2 separate regions of the Hordeum vulgare genome follow, and region 1 is linked to region 2. A link is a contact called in public Hi-C data. All regions are on one chromosome and are shown on one strand. The core of a region is the stretch at or near the end of the contact, and the rest is flanking DNA. Distances in the headings are between cores, read along the strand shown. Region 1 overlaps LOC123408977 (tyrosine-sulfated glycopeptide receptor 1-like). Region 2 has its middle 41 kb from the start of LOC123408978.

What was found. Hi-C and Micro-C count contacts between places; a contact is called where the count stands out from the background.
Region 1: a Hi-C map of an unstated tissue shows a contact between it and region 2, with 5 times the contacts expected there. The contact joins two enhancer-like sites. A contact is called at or near these places in 3 of 6 Hi-C or Micro-C datasets (leaf, seedling and an unstated tissue).

What each region holds. Positions count from the first base shown.
Region 1 is chr7H:575,529,525-575,535,614 of MorexV3_pseudomolecules_assembly, forward strand. LOC123408977 (tyrosine-sulfated glycopeptide receptor 1-like) reads right to left here. Exons shown (of 1, transcript XM_045101991.1): 1 at 4,720-6,090. The coding sequence ends at 4,963. Among protein-coding and RNA genes, the nearest start is that of LOC123408977, 5.6 kb to the right of the region's middle. Within about 2 kb of position 3,812, at least 3 of the 3 cell types and tissues checked have open chromatin away from gene starts, as enhancers often do. A contact at or near this core is called in leaf, where this site is marked.
Region 2 is chr7H:575,478,361-575,484,241 of MorexV3_pseudomolecules_assembly, forward strand. No RefSeq gene overlaps it. Among protein-coding and RNA genes, the nearest start is that of LOC123408978, 41 kb to the right of the region's middle. Within about 2 kb of position 2,836, at least 2 of the 3 cell types and tissues checked have open chromatin away from gene starts, as enhancers often do. A contact at or near this core is called in leaf, where this site is marked.

The DNA of each region.
Region 1 (6,090 bases), core at 2,562-5,061, 52 kb after region 2:
TCGATTATCCTTAATCCTAACTCCTTACTTGTGGTTATTTGAGCGTACATTCACTACATATTGTTGTCCTCATTATATTGTGTTGGATATTTCCCTGTAAAGATTAATCAGCCAGGCCTACACTTTATTTCCCGCACTTCATACTTGCTACTATTGATATATCTTGTGTTTAGTGTGATTTGCTAACTTGTGTCATACACTTACACATCTTGTGATACTGGTCAAGTAAGTTTGTGTAACTTACTTGTGCTTGTGAGTAATCTTGTTATGATTCATCTTGGTAGAACAAGTTGTTGATGCACGTAGTTGAGCCTAGTATATTTAGGATTTGTGTTTGAAAAGTATCCTCTTAGTTTATTTCCGCATTAGGATTAAGCCAAATTTGTAGAAGTTTTTAAAACGCCTATTCACCCCCCCTCTAGGCAACATCGTGGTCTTTTCAGCGAGCGTCGTCTCCCATCTGCTACCGGCCACCACGAGGGTCGGCCAACGTGGTGCCAGCCGTTCCTACTCCGCCACCGGTTCCGGACCTCGTGGTCCTGGGCTCGGCACCGGCACCGTCCACGGAGCCGCCACTTCTTAGGACCCCCATTGGGCAGGGGGGTTTTCTTGACCCTCATCCAAGGGTTTTCTCTTGTCGGCGGGCTGTCCTTCTCGACCCCCAGCATGGCCATGAGCACGGGGCCGATGTCGCCAACCGTTGCCAGGGCCGGCTCCTCCTCTGCTCCGCCACCTCTCCCTTCCCGTCGGGGTTTTCATCCCAGCCTCGGTTCGCTGCGACCGCGCAAGCTCCGATGAGTCAAAGAATCCCCAATGCTTGCTCGTAGATGTAGATTAGGGGTTTCTTTCTTAGGCATGTGCTACTACTTTTGTAGAATTCGAGTAGATCCGATTCGATTTGATCCGAATTGAATCGAACCCGATCGATCGGTTCTTGTTTACTACAGTGTGTGTTCTAGGATAATGTTCTTCTGCTAGTGCTAGGGTCTTGCTAGGATCTGTGTTCATGCAAATGGCATGTTCATGTTAAAGCTAGGATCACGTTCATGTTGCTACATACATGTTCAAGCTAGGTTTTTGTGTTGCATGCTCTAGATTGTTATACATGCATGTAGTAGGACCATTTTAGGATGCTGCCAAATGTGCATGGGTGCACATGGGTGCTATTTTTAGATGTTTACATGCTTAGGATAGTGCATTGATGAGTGGCAGCTGCACAAGACCCGATGCCACTAATCAGTGGCATTTTCTCAAGAGCAAGTGCCATTGGTAAGTGGCATTTGACAACGAGTTTGTGCACTGATCGGTGGCATTTGCTCTTGGGAAAATGTCTCTGATTAGTGCCATTTGCTGTAGTGCTAGTGCAACTGATCAGTGGCATTTGCAGAAGAGTTAATGCCACTGATCAGTGGTTGTTCATTTTGCAAGCACCTCTAATACTTGTCATCTTACCTGACAAGGTATTGAAGAGTGACTAGGACGTGGCGGGTGGAGGAGCTCACGTGGTGACCGGAGCTGAGGGCGTCGAGGATCTCATCCCCACGAACATGTGGCTTAAGAGGGTGGACCTCGCCATGCTCGTCATCCCTCGCAAGTTTGTGTAGGTGATGAACGAGTGGCTGGTCATTAGGCGGCTCTCGCGTATGGTCAGGCTCTCGGTGAACAAGTGGTGCGAGTTCTGTGTGCAGGTTCAGAACTTCGAGGGGCACATGGTGCTTGGCTGGGGGCTGGAACTACTTCTGTCACCGCGACCGGATCGTCTCCGACGACCTCCTCGTTCAACTCATCTCAGGACTCGGTCTGAAGGTCCAAATCTACAACCACGACTCCTCGATTATGTGCAGGTTTCATTGGAGCAAGCACAAACTGCGTTGGTGACATTGAGCATGCAATGTAGTTACCTTAGGTGTTAGTGTTGAACTTGTTATGTTGTCTCGCTAGAACTTATGGTACTTGTGATGTGAACTTGTTAATATTTTGGCCAGAAGCGGCACCCTGGCGTGGAGTAGGGAATGAGGATGCCCCTGTTGTTAATTTAAATTTGTTGTTGCGGTCATTTTCGTTGCTTGCTTTGTTTAATCTAAGTTGTTTGCCGGTAATCTAAGTAGTTTGCTGTGATTTCCGTTGCTTGTTTTGTACTGATCATGTGGTGGTAAGGACAACATATTTGAATCGGTGAGCAGAACACAAACATTGTTTGCAACCAAACAGCTGAAGTTTGCATCTGCTCACATCCTAAGCACAAAAACGACAACCAAACATCAGGGGAGTAAGTGCCCCTTCATGTCATGGAGGCAACCAAACAAGTTGCATCTGCTACATATGAGGTTGTATATGAAGAACCAGGCTGGTTGAAGATGGGTATGCAACGCAGGTACTGTAGCCGAAAGCAACCAAACATGCCCTTGATTGTGGTGTAGTGGCTAGCAGCGTTGCGCGGGCACATTTTCCACTCTTTTTGTTTTTGACGAGTAACATTTTTCACTCTGTTTTTTTTTTCTGAATAACTGCTCGAGTAGGTCGGCCCGCTACCGTCTCCCTTAATTGGAGATAATATAGGGGACCTCCTATGCGCCGCTCGTTGTGGCCAACTGCCGAGCGGACACACAGGGGTCACCCGACTGGGCCAGCCGAGATTGTTTTTCTTTTTCTTTCTGTTCCTTCTTTTCTTTTTTGCTTATTTTTTCATTCTTTTTTCCTTTTATTTTCTAATTTGAAGCAAAAAAAAATTAGGATTTGAAGAATAATATTTGAAAATTTAGAACATTTTTTGCAATAGCAAACATGTTTTGAATTTTTAACAATTTTTTAAATATGAACAAATTTCAGATTCACGAACAAAATTATAAAACCATAAACATTTTTCAAATCTGGAAAAATATTTTGAAACCATGAACAGTTTTCAAATTGTGAACAAAATTTGGAACATGAACAATTTTTGAAACCATAAAACATTTTTTCAATTATAAAAAAATCAAAACATGAATAAAATTCATATTGTGAACATTTTTTCAAATTCTGGAACATTTTCTAAAATTCCAGAATATTTTTTCAATATCTGGAATATTTTTTAAATTATGGAACATTATTCCAAATTTGGGAACATTTTTTGAAGAAGCTGAAATATTTTGATAAAAATTCCATAACAAATTTTGAAATTCCTGAACATTTTTTCAAAATTACGGAACATTTTTTCAAATTCTGGAATTTTTTTTGAAAATCCGGAACATTTTTTCAAATTCCGCAGCACTTTTTCAAATTTCGGAACATTTTTCCAAATTCGGATGATTTTTTCAAATTTCGGAACGTTTCAAATTCCGGAACATTTTTTCTAATTCCCGAACATTTTTGCAATTTCAGAACATTTTTTGAAAATCCGGAACATTTTTTCTAGTTTAGGAATATTTTTCAAATTGGGAACATTTTTTCAAATTTCAGAACATTTTTTCAAATTCCGAACATTTTGTCAAATTCTGGAACATTTTTTCAAATTCAGAAACATTTTTTGAAAAGCCAAAACATTTTTAAACAGAAACAGAAAAAAAGAAACTGAAAAGAATAAAGAAAAAAGTTAAAAAATGAAAAACCGGTTCAGGGAATCTTCTAGAAAGTTTCGGAAACCGTAAAAAAACGGTTGGAAACCTCTAGAAGGTTCCTAAAACCGGGATTGCTAATGGGCCGGTCCAAACCCGTCTCTAGCTGGCAGCTTCTGTGCGCAAAGAGCGTCAAATAGGGTTTCCATAATATAGCGCTCGCGCGCAAGTCTGGGCCCCTGGCCAACTTGCCCAAATGGGCTCTGGGGCTCTGGCCGTGCCGTCTGCCACTGCCCCCCTCCCCCATCTCCGGCCGCGGCGCCGCGAGGCCGCCTCCCCTTCCGCCGCGGGGCGCAACCATCGGACGAGTTGAGCCGGCCTGCGGTGGTGCGACGGCTGAGGGTCAGTACGGTAACCACTTGATGCCCTAGGAATTCGATTTGGTTGTTGCCGGCGCTCCTGTTTTCCGTTTCGGCGCCCGTCCATCAGCAAACCCGCCTTGTGCCGTAGATGCGAACATGCGATTGTTCATGGCGTCCGAAGAAACCATTATTAGTCTGCTGCAATGTGTTGTCCGTGACCTGTGGCCTGTGGATCGAACTCCTTTTGCTCTGGAATCTCGATCAATACCTGCTTCAACAGTTCGATTTCCCCACCTCATATTGGCACATTATATACTGCTGACACTACACTTCCTCTTCGATGGACGATGGCAACAGTTAGGACGTAGGAAGCCATATGCGCGTGACTGTGGTCTCAGAAAATAAATTCAGCGTCATGGGAACAGCTAGTCAACTAGGTGCTGTAATGTTGGACTTCCCACGTTGCGCGCCTTTCTCAGAGAAATCGGAATTATCCTGCTAGCATATCAACATGTTCCCACTGTGTTTTTGCAGGATTGTTCTCGGGAGTGCACTGAGCAGCTCAAATAAATGAAGATGAATTCAACAGCAGCTCTGAGCCGGCTTTCTCTTTTCTCAAACAGCAAGCCGGTCCGCATGTCAACCCACTTTCCGTAATCGTGGAACAGAGTCTGGACTCTGGAGCTGAAATGTTTCCACATACAAAAAGGCAAAATTGAATGTATGGGCTCATAACTAATTACTAGCCTTTTTTCTACCCAGTTTACACACACAACTGTATAATTTGTTAGATAACAATCCTTCTACCCAGTTTACACCTAGTCTAGCAAAGCACACGAATAACTTTTTCCGTAATCGTGGAACCGACTTTGGAGCTGAAATGTTTCCACACACAGAAAGGGGCAAAATTGAACATACGGGCTCACAACTACAAGCCTTTTTTTTTTCTGTACAGAGATGTACACTACAAACACGACTGTACAATCTGTTAGAAACAATCCTTCTACTCAGTTTACGCCTAGTCTAGCAAAGTACAAGATTACCAGCTATATCTGTTCTACTTTTAACTACATTTCCACCTGCAGGTTCACATCTGCATTGTCCAGGCAGGATACCACCTCTTGGATGCTTGGCCTCAGGCAAGGATTATGGTTGATGCACTTGCAAGCAACGTCAAGCACCTTCAGCATTTGCTCTTCATGCCCTTGTTCTCTCAGCGCTGGATCCAAGACCTCAGTATGCTTTCCCTGGGATATCATCTCCCGTACCCATTGAACAAGTTCCTTCGACTTGGACAGGACCTCGACGGGCCTTTTCCCTGTGAGCAGCTCAAGCAACACCACTCCAAAACTGTATATGTCTCCCCTCAGTGTGGCCACCCATGCATGTCCGTACTCGGGAGGAATATATCCCAGAGTGCCCACTAGCTCAGTTGTGACATGTGTATCATAGGGACGGATCAATCTGGCAAGCCCGAAATCTGCAACATAAGCTTTGAATTCTCTGTCAAGAAGGATGTTGCTTGACTTGATATCACGATGTACAATGTGAGGCTTGCAGATATTGTGGATGTAAGAAAGGCCCCGGCTTGCTCCTTGTGCAATCTCTAGCCTTGTTGGCCAGTCAAGCAATGAGTTGCCATTGTCCCTGTTGTGAAGCCAATCATCCAGGCTACCATTCTCCATGTAAGAATATATGAGGAGCCTCGAGTTTCCCTGGATGTAGTAGCCCCATAGAGGCACAAGATTGTCATGTTTCGCCACGGTGAGTGCGTCAACCTCTGCAGTGAATTCTCTTTCCATCAGACACATTTCACCGTTGAGCTTCTTGATGGCAAGCTTGGGTCCATTTGGCAGCTCCGCCTTGTAAACTAGACCATTACCTCCGCATCCGATAATGTTCTGCTGGTCAAAATTATTTGTGGCCTTTAAGATATCATGGAAGGTGATTTTGTCTGATTCTCCCTTGCCTTGAGGTACCATCACCAAAATGCTTCCTTTCATCACATTGCACAAGTCATCTGACGCAGAAGTAAATGAACTTGCCTCTATGTCGCCATTGCTGCTACCCTTGTTTTGGTGGACAGAGTTTGTTCTTCTGAGGGCCATAAGCAGACGTCCCAGCAAGAACAGAATGGCAAGCCCTCCAAAGAACACACCTAATCCAACAGCAGTAGTGTTCTTCTTGTTCCACCG
Region 2 (5,881 bases), core at 1,586-4,085:
TCGCCAGCCGCCCCGCCGGCCGCCCCGCCGCCTAGAGCTCGCCGGCCGCCCCGCCGCCAAGAGTTCCCTGCTCGCTAGGTAGTGGTTCTGCAACTTGACCTTTGTTGCAAAAAATTCCTGAAACATGACCTTTGTTGCAAAAAATTCTCCCGCAAAAACGAAGAAAAAAATCCTGCAACAATCAAATTGTTTCTGAAACTCGACCGTTGTTTCAGGAATTAACAGATCCAAAGTTTATTTCTTGCAACAAAGCCAAAGTTTCCGCAACTCGAGCGTCGTTTCAGAACCATGCGGCGGGGATGCACGGCGTTAGATCGCCATCCGACGGCTAGCTAAGTGACGGATAATTTTTAGAAATCATCCGGCGGATGCGTAGCTTTCCCCTAAAAATAACCGTTTTTTACAGTTTTCATCGAAAAACGGCGTAGACTAGAACCCTTAAACCCGTAAAAAAATTTAGAGGTCGAACCCTCAAACCCCTTCCCAGCCTGTAGAAGTGAGGGTTGGGGGGGAAAACTGCCCCCAACCCGCACTCATTTTCCCTCCTCGCGCGGGAGGCAGTTGGTTCCCCCGCGCGAGAGGAAATCCTGCGGCCGCATCTCGCCCCGCCGCCGGCCCTCGCTTCGGCCGCCGCCCCGCCGCCCCTCCACGCTCCGGTCGCCGCCCCTCCGCCCCCCGGCCGTCGACCCGCCGCCCCTCCGCGCCCCGCGCCCCGCGCCCCCGCCTCGTCGACCCGCCGCGCCGCCGCATCTCGCCACCGGCCGCTCCGCCGCTCCGGCCGCCGCCTCGCGCTCCGGCAGCCGCCCCTCCGCGCCCCGACCACCGCCCCGCCGCGCCCCGGCCGCCGCCCCTCCGCACCCGCCGCCGTCCGCATCTCGCCTCATCGCTGCCCCTCCGCCCCGGCCGCCGCCCCTCCGCTCCGGCCGACGCCCCGCCGTCCCCACGCTCCGGCCGCCGTCCTGCCGCCCCACCGCGCCTCGGCCGCCGCTCCTCCGCTCACCGGTGAGTTTTTTATATTACTTTTTTAGTTTTAAATTTTTGCTTCATTGGCACTAATTGTAGCCACTTCGTATGTAGATGGACTCGTTGTCGGATCCGTCAGATTGGTCGTCATCCGATGATTCGGACATTAACGAGTTGTTGCAAGACGACGACGTCGAGATGATGAGCCTCCTCGTCGACGTGCAAGCGTTTGAAGACCGCGTGAAGCTTTTGGATCAGAGGAGAGGGTCGAAGATGGGGTGACTCACCATCTACCGGAACCGCGCTCTCGGACACGAGCATTTGATGCGAGACTACTTCGCGGAGGTACCTACATACCCTCCTCGTCTCTTTCGCAGAAGGTACCGGATGAGACGTAGTTTGTTTGTGAAGATTGTCACCGATTGTGAGGCCGCCTCGTATTATTTTACACGTCGTAGATCCGCCGCCGGTATCATGGGGTTTAGTGCATATCAAAAGATATCGGCTGCAATGCGGGTACTCGCTTATGGCATACCCGCGGATTATACCGACGAGTATCTTCGCATTGGGGAAGATACAACCACGGAGTCCGTCCGTAGGTTTGCCAAGTTGGTCATCCGGTTATTGTTTTATGTCAAATGTGATTGAATTTGTGATATGTCATATGATGAAATGTGTGATATATGAATGGCAGTTTTAAGGTTTGGGTTGGGGCAAAGACTAGAACCCTCAAACCCAACCCTTATAACGGTCCGTTATAAGGGTTGGGTTTGAGGGTTCTAGTCTTTGCCCCTGTTTTTCAACCCTTAAAAGAGTAAAAAATGTGCAATTCTCAACCCTTAAAACTGGTTTTTGTTTTAAGGGTTTGAGGGTTCTAGTAGAGATGCTCTTAGGGCACTCCAATAGGTCGACCTAAACGGGATCGAGATTTTGTCGACGGAGCGGACACGAATGTCCGTTTTAACGTTTGGATCGGCATATGCGTCTAACGCTGGTCCGATTCATTTTTACAGATGTGCGAAAACAAAAATATATAATATCTACAAAAATACTAAACATACATAATTAAAAGGCCGGCGAGAATCCATGCGTTACATTATAAATGAAAAAAGAAAAAAAAAACTAGGCATCCTCGGCGACGGCGGCGAGGTCAGGCTGCAACGAAGCGGGGGCAGGCTGTGCCGACGCGGGTAGTGCTGGTGTCGGCGATGGCGCAGCACGAACGCGCTTGTTCGTCAGACGCAGCGTCATCTTAGCATGGAGGTAGTCGGCCTCCTCCGGGAACAGCGCGTAGGAGTAGACGATAAGGGTGTTCAGGGCAAAGCAGGGCGTAGCACGGGCGCGCTCGTGCGCCTGGCGCATCGCCCTCTTAGCCTGCAGGTAGGCGACCTCCTCTGAGAGCATCACGCGGGCATAGACGACGAGGTTGTTCCGTTGTCCATGGTTGTTGAGTCGTCGACGAGGAAACAAAGGGTGGCGAGATGGAGACGAGAAGGAGGGTTCTGGAAGCAGATGACCGAATCCCACCGTACGTTCGGATTAAAAAAGGCCGACCACGGTCGCTGGCGCGTGGGGGCGGCCGCCATAAATTATGTTGACCGTGATGGTTGGGACGGACATCGAAGGGGCGTGCGTCCGCTCTGCGTTTGAGCCGATGCATTTTAGTCTCAAATTTGAATTGAAAATGTGTCGGCGTAGATACAGAACGGATGCGTTTTAAAAATAAATCGACGCGTTGGGTTATCATTTTTATCGGCGCGAATCCAAATAAATGACGGCGGACGAAATAGGTCGCCTTGTTAAAGTTATTATTAACGGGATGGATTAGGCTGACGGCACCTGTATCTGTGAGAGAGATCGCACGACGAAACGGCCAAAAAGCATGGCGATCCACGACCGGGCTGGCGACTGAATCATCGACCCACACAGCTGTTAGCGCCGTGCACGGGTGATAAAATAAGCCGAATTCCAGAGACAGCGATGGGCGGAGGCGGTCGCCCGCGGCCGTGGGTGCGTGCGAGGAACGTGAAGCTTTTCGTACGGCGCCGTGCCATCGGCAGCGACTTCCGCCACGCGCACCCGCACGACTCGATCGGCGCGAAAGTTGATCAGCTTTCCGGTAAGTTCCCAGCTGACGATGATGTAGCGAAATGTGGCCTGTTCATACGAAGGGAGGGGCTTGGGCATGGAATAAACAACCTCTCCCCCGTTCAGAAAAGAAGTAAAGGATTTTCCTAAAATATGATAGAATAAGGGAGACGCTACGCGTCCACCGAGGGATACGTAAGAAGTATCCACCACCGGTATAGCCGTCCGATATAAGCGCTGTCGTCCGTCCGATCCGATATCTTCCGACCAAATAGAACCTGAAACTGCTCCACAGTTTCAGAAACTGATAGCCTGCCGCGGTTCCGACAGACTGCGCCCACCGCAGCCACCGCCTCCAACCACCGCGGCACCGCCCCGGTAGCAACTGCTCCAACCACCGCGGCGCTGCCCGCAAACCACCGCGGCCCCCAACAAACCTACGCCGCCCCGCAACCTCAGGACGCCGCCAGCGCCGGCGTGCCTGAACTCCATGACGCACCACATCGCGCGCCAGATGGTCGGATCGGACGCCAACCTAGCTGACCGAGCCCGGCCATCTTTCTCAGCTCCAAGCGCCTTCGGGGAGCTTCCGCCGCGAGCTGGATCTTCGAGTTGGTTCACAAATCCTTCGGTGGTGTTTCCTGAACCCACATCGAGCAGATCCCGTCAACAAAATTCGGTGAGACCTCCTGTTTCTGAAACTGTAGCTCTGATTCAAAGTGAAAGAATGAACACCTGTGTGTTTCTGAACCTGTTCCTGAACCTGCCTAATTTCTGAACATGTTCCTGAACCTGCCTAGTTTCTGAATCTGTTCCTGAATTTTTTTACTAGTGAAAGAATGAACCTGTTTCTGAACTTAGTTGCAGAAACAAAAATGCCTAGTTTCTGAAATTAGTTGGAATGAACCTGTTCCTCTCAAAAACAGAGCAAAAATGAGCCTCTATAGCTTCTGAAACAATTGTCTAGTTTCAGAAATTGAACCTGAAAAAATTGCATGTTTAGTTGTCCCCCTGCTCCCAATTTCAGTTACTATTGATTTGATTTTGTTACAACACTATCATATGTGATTTTTGAGGTATGAAATGACTGTTGCACAATAATTGTGTTGCAGGTACATGTAACTGAAGGTGAAGGAAGCTATGTCCATGGAAATTTTTCTGTTCCTGATGTCGAAGATTCAGAAGGTTTGTTGTTTGCTGAAGATGCTGAAGATGCAAGCCAATATGATTCAGATGATGGAGATGCTTCTTCCCAGCCGCTGCCGCCCTATGTTGGGATGGTGTTTGACACAGTTGACGATGCTCGCAAATTCTAGAACGACTATGCATTCAAGTTGGGTTTTGGAACGCATATATCTATTGGGGAACGTCGCATGGGGAACAAAAATTTTCCTACGCGCACGAAGACCTATCATGGTGATGTCCATCTACGTACCCTTGTAGATCGCTGGGCAGAAGCGTTAGTGAACGCGGTTGATGTAGTGGGACGTCCTCACGTCCCTCGATCCGCCCCGCGAACCGTCCCGCGATCAGTCCCACGATCTAGTGCCGAACGGACGACACCTCCACGTTCAGCACACGTACAGCTCGACGATGATCTCGGCCTTCTTGATCCAGCAAGAGAGACAGAGAGGTAGATGAGTTCCCCGACAGCGTGACGGCGCTCCGGAGGTTGGTGGTGATCTAATCTCAGCAGGGCTCCGCCCGAGCTCCGCAGAAACGCGATCTAGAGGTAAAACCGTGGAGATATGTGGTCGTGCTGCCGTGGCAAAAGTTGTCTCAAATCAGCCCTAAAACCTCCGTATATATAGGGGGAAGAGGGGAAGCCTTGCCTTGGGGTCCAAGGACCCCCAAGGGGGTCGGCCGAGCCAAGGGGGGGAGTCCTCCCCTTCCAAACCGAATCCAACTAGGTTTGGAAGGAGGAGTCCTTCCCCTTTTTCCCACCTCCTCTTTTTTTTTCTTTTCTCTTTGATTTTCTTCCTATGGCGCATAGGGCCTTCTTGGGCTGTCCCACCAGCCCACTAAGGGCTGGTGCGCCACCCCCAAGGCCTATGGGCTTCCCCGGGGTGGGTTGCCCCCCCCCCCAGTGAACACCCGGAACCCATTCGTCATTCCCGGTAACTCCGAAAACCTTCCGGTAATCAAATGAGGTCATCTTATATATCAATCTTCGTTTCCGGACCATTCCGGAAACCCTCGTGACGTCCGTGATCTCATCCGGGACTCCGAACAACATTCGGTAACCAACCATATAACTCAAATACGCATAAAACAACGTCGAACCTTAAGTGTGCAGACCCTGCGGGTTCGAGAACTATGTAGACATGACCCGAGTGACTCCTCGGTCAATATCCAATAGCGGGACCTGGATGCCCATATTGGATCCCACATATTCTACGAAGATCTTATCGTTTGAACCTCAGTGCCAAGGATTCATACAATCCCGTATGTCATTCCCTTTGTCCTTCGGTATGTTACTTGCCCGAGATTCGATCGTCAGTATCCGCATACCTATTTCAATCTCGTTTACCGGCAAGTCTCTTTACTCGTTCCGTAATACAAGATCCTGCAACTTACACTAAGTCACATTGCTTTCAAGGCTTGTGTGTGATGTTGTATTACCGAGTGGGCCCCGAGATACCTCTCCGTCACGCGGAGTGACAAATCCCAGTCTCGATCCATACTAACTCAACGAACACCTTCAGAGATACCCGTAGAGCATCTTTATAGTCACCCAGTTACGTTGCGACGTTTGATACACACAAAGCATTCCTCCGGTGTCAGTGAGTTATATGATCTCATGGTCATAGGAACAAATACTTGACACGCA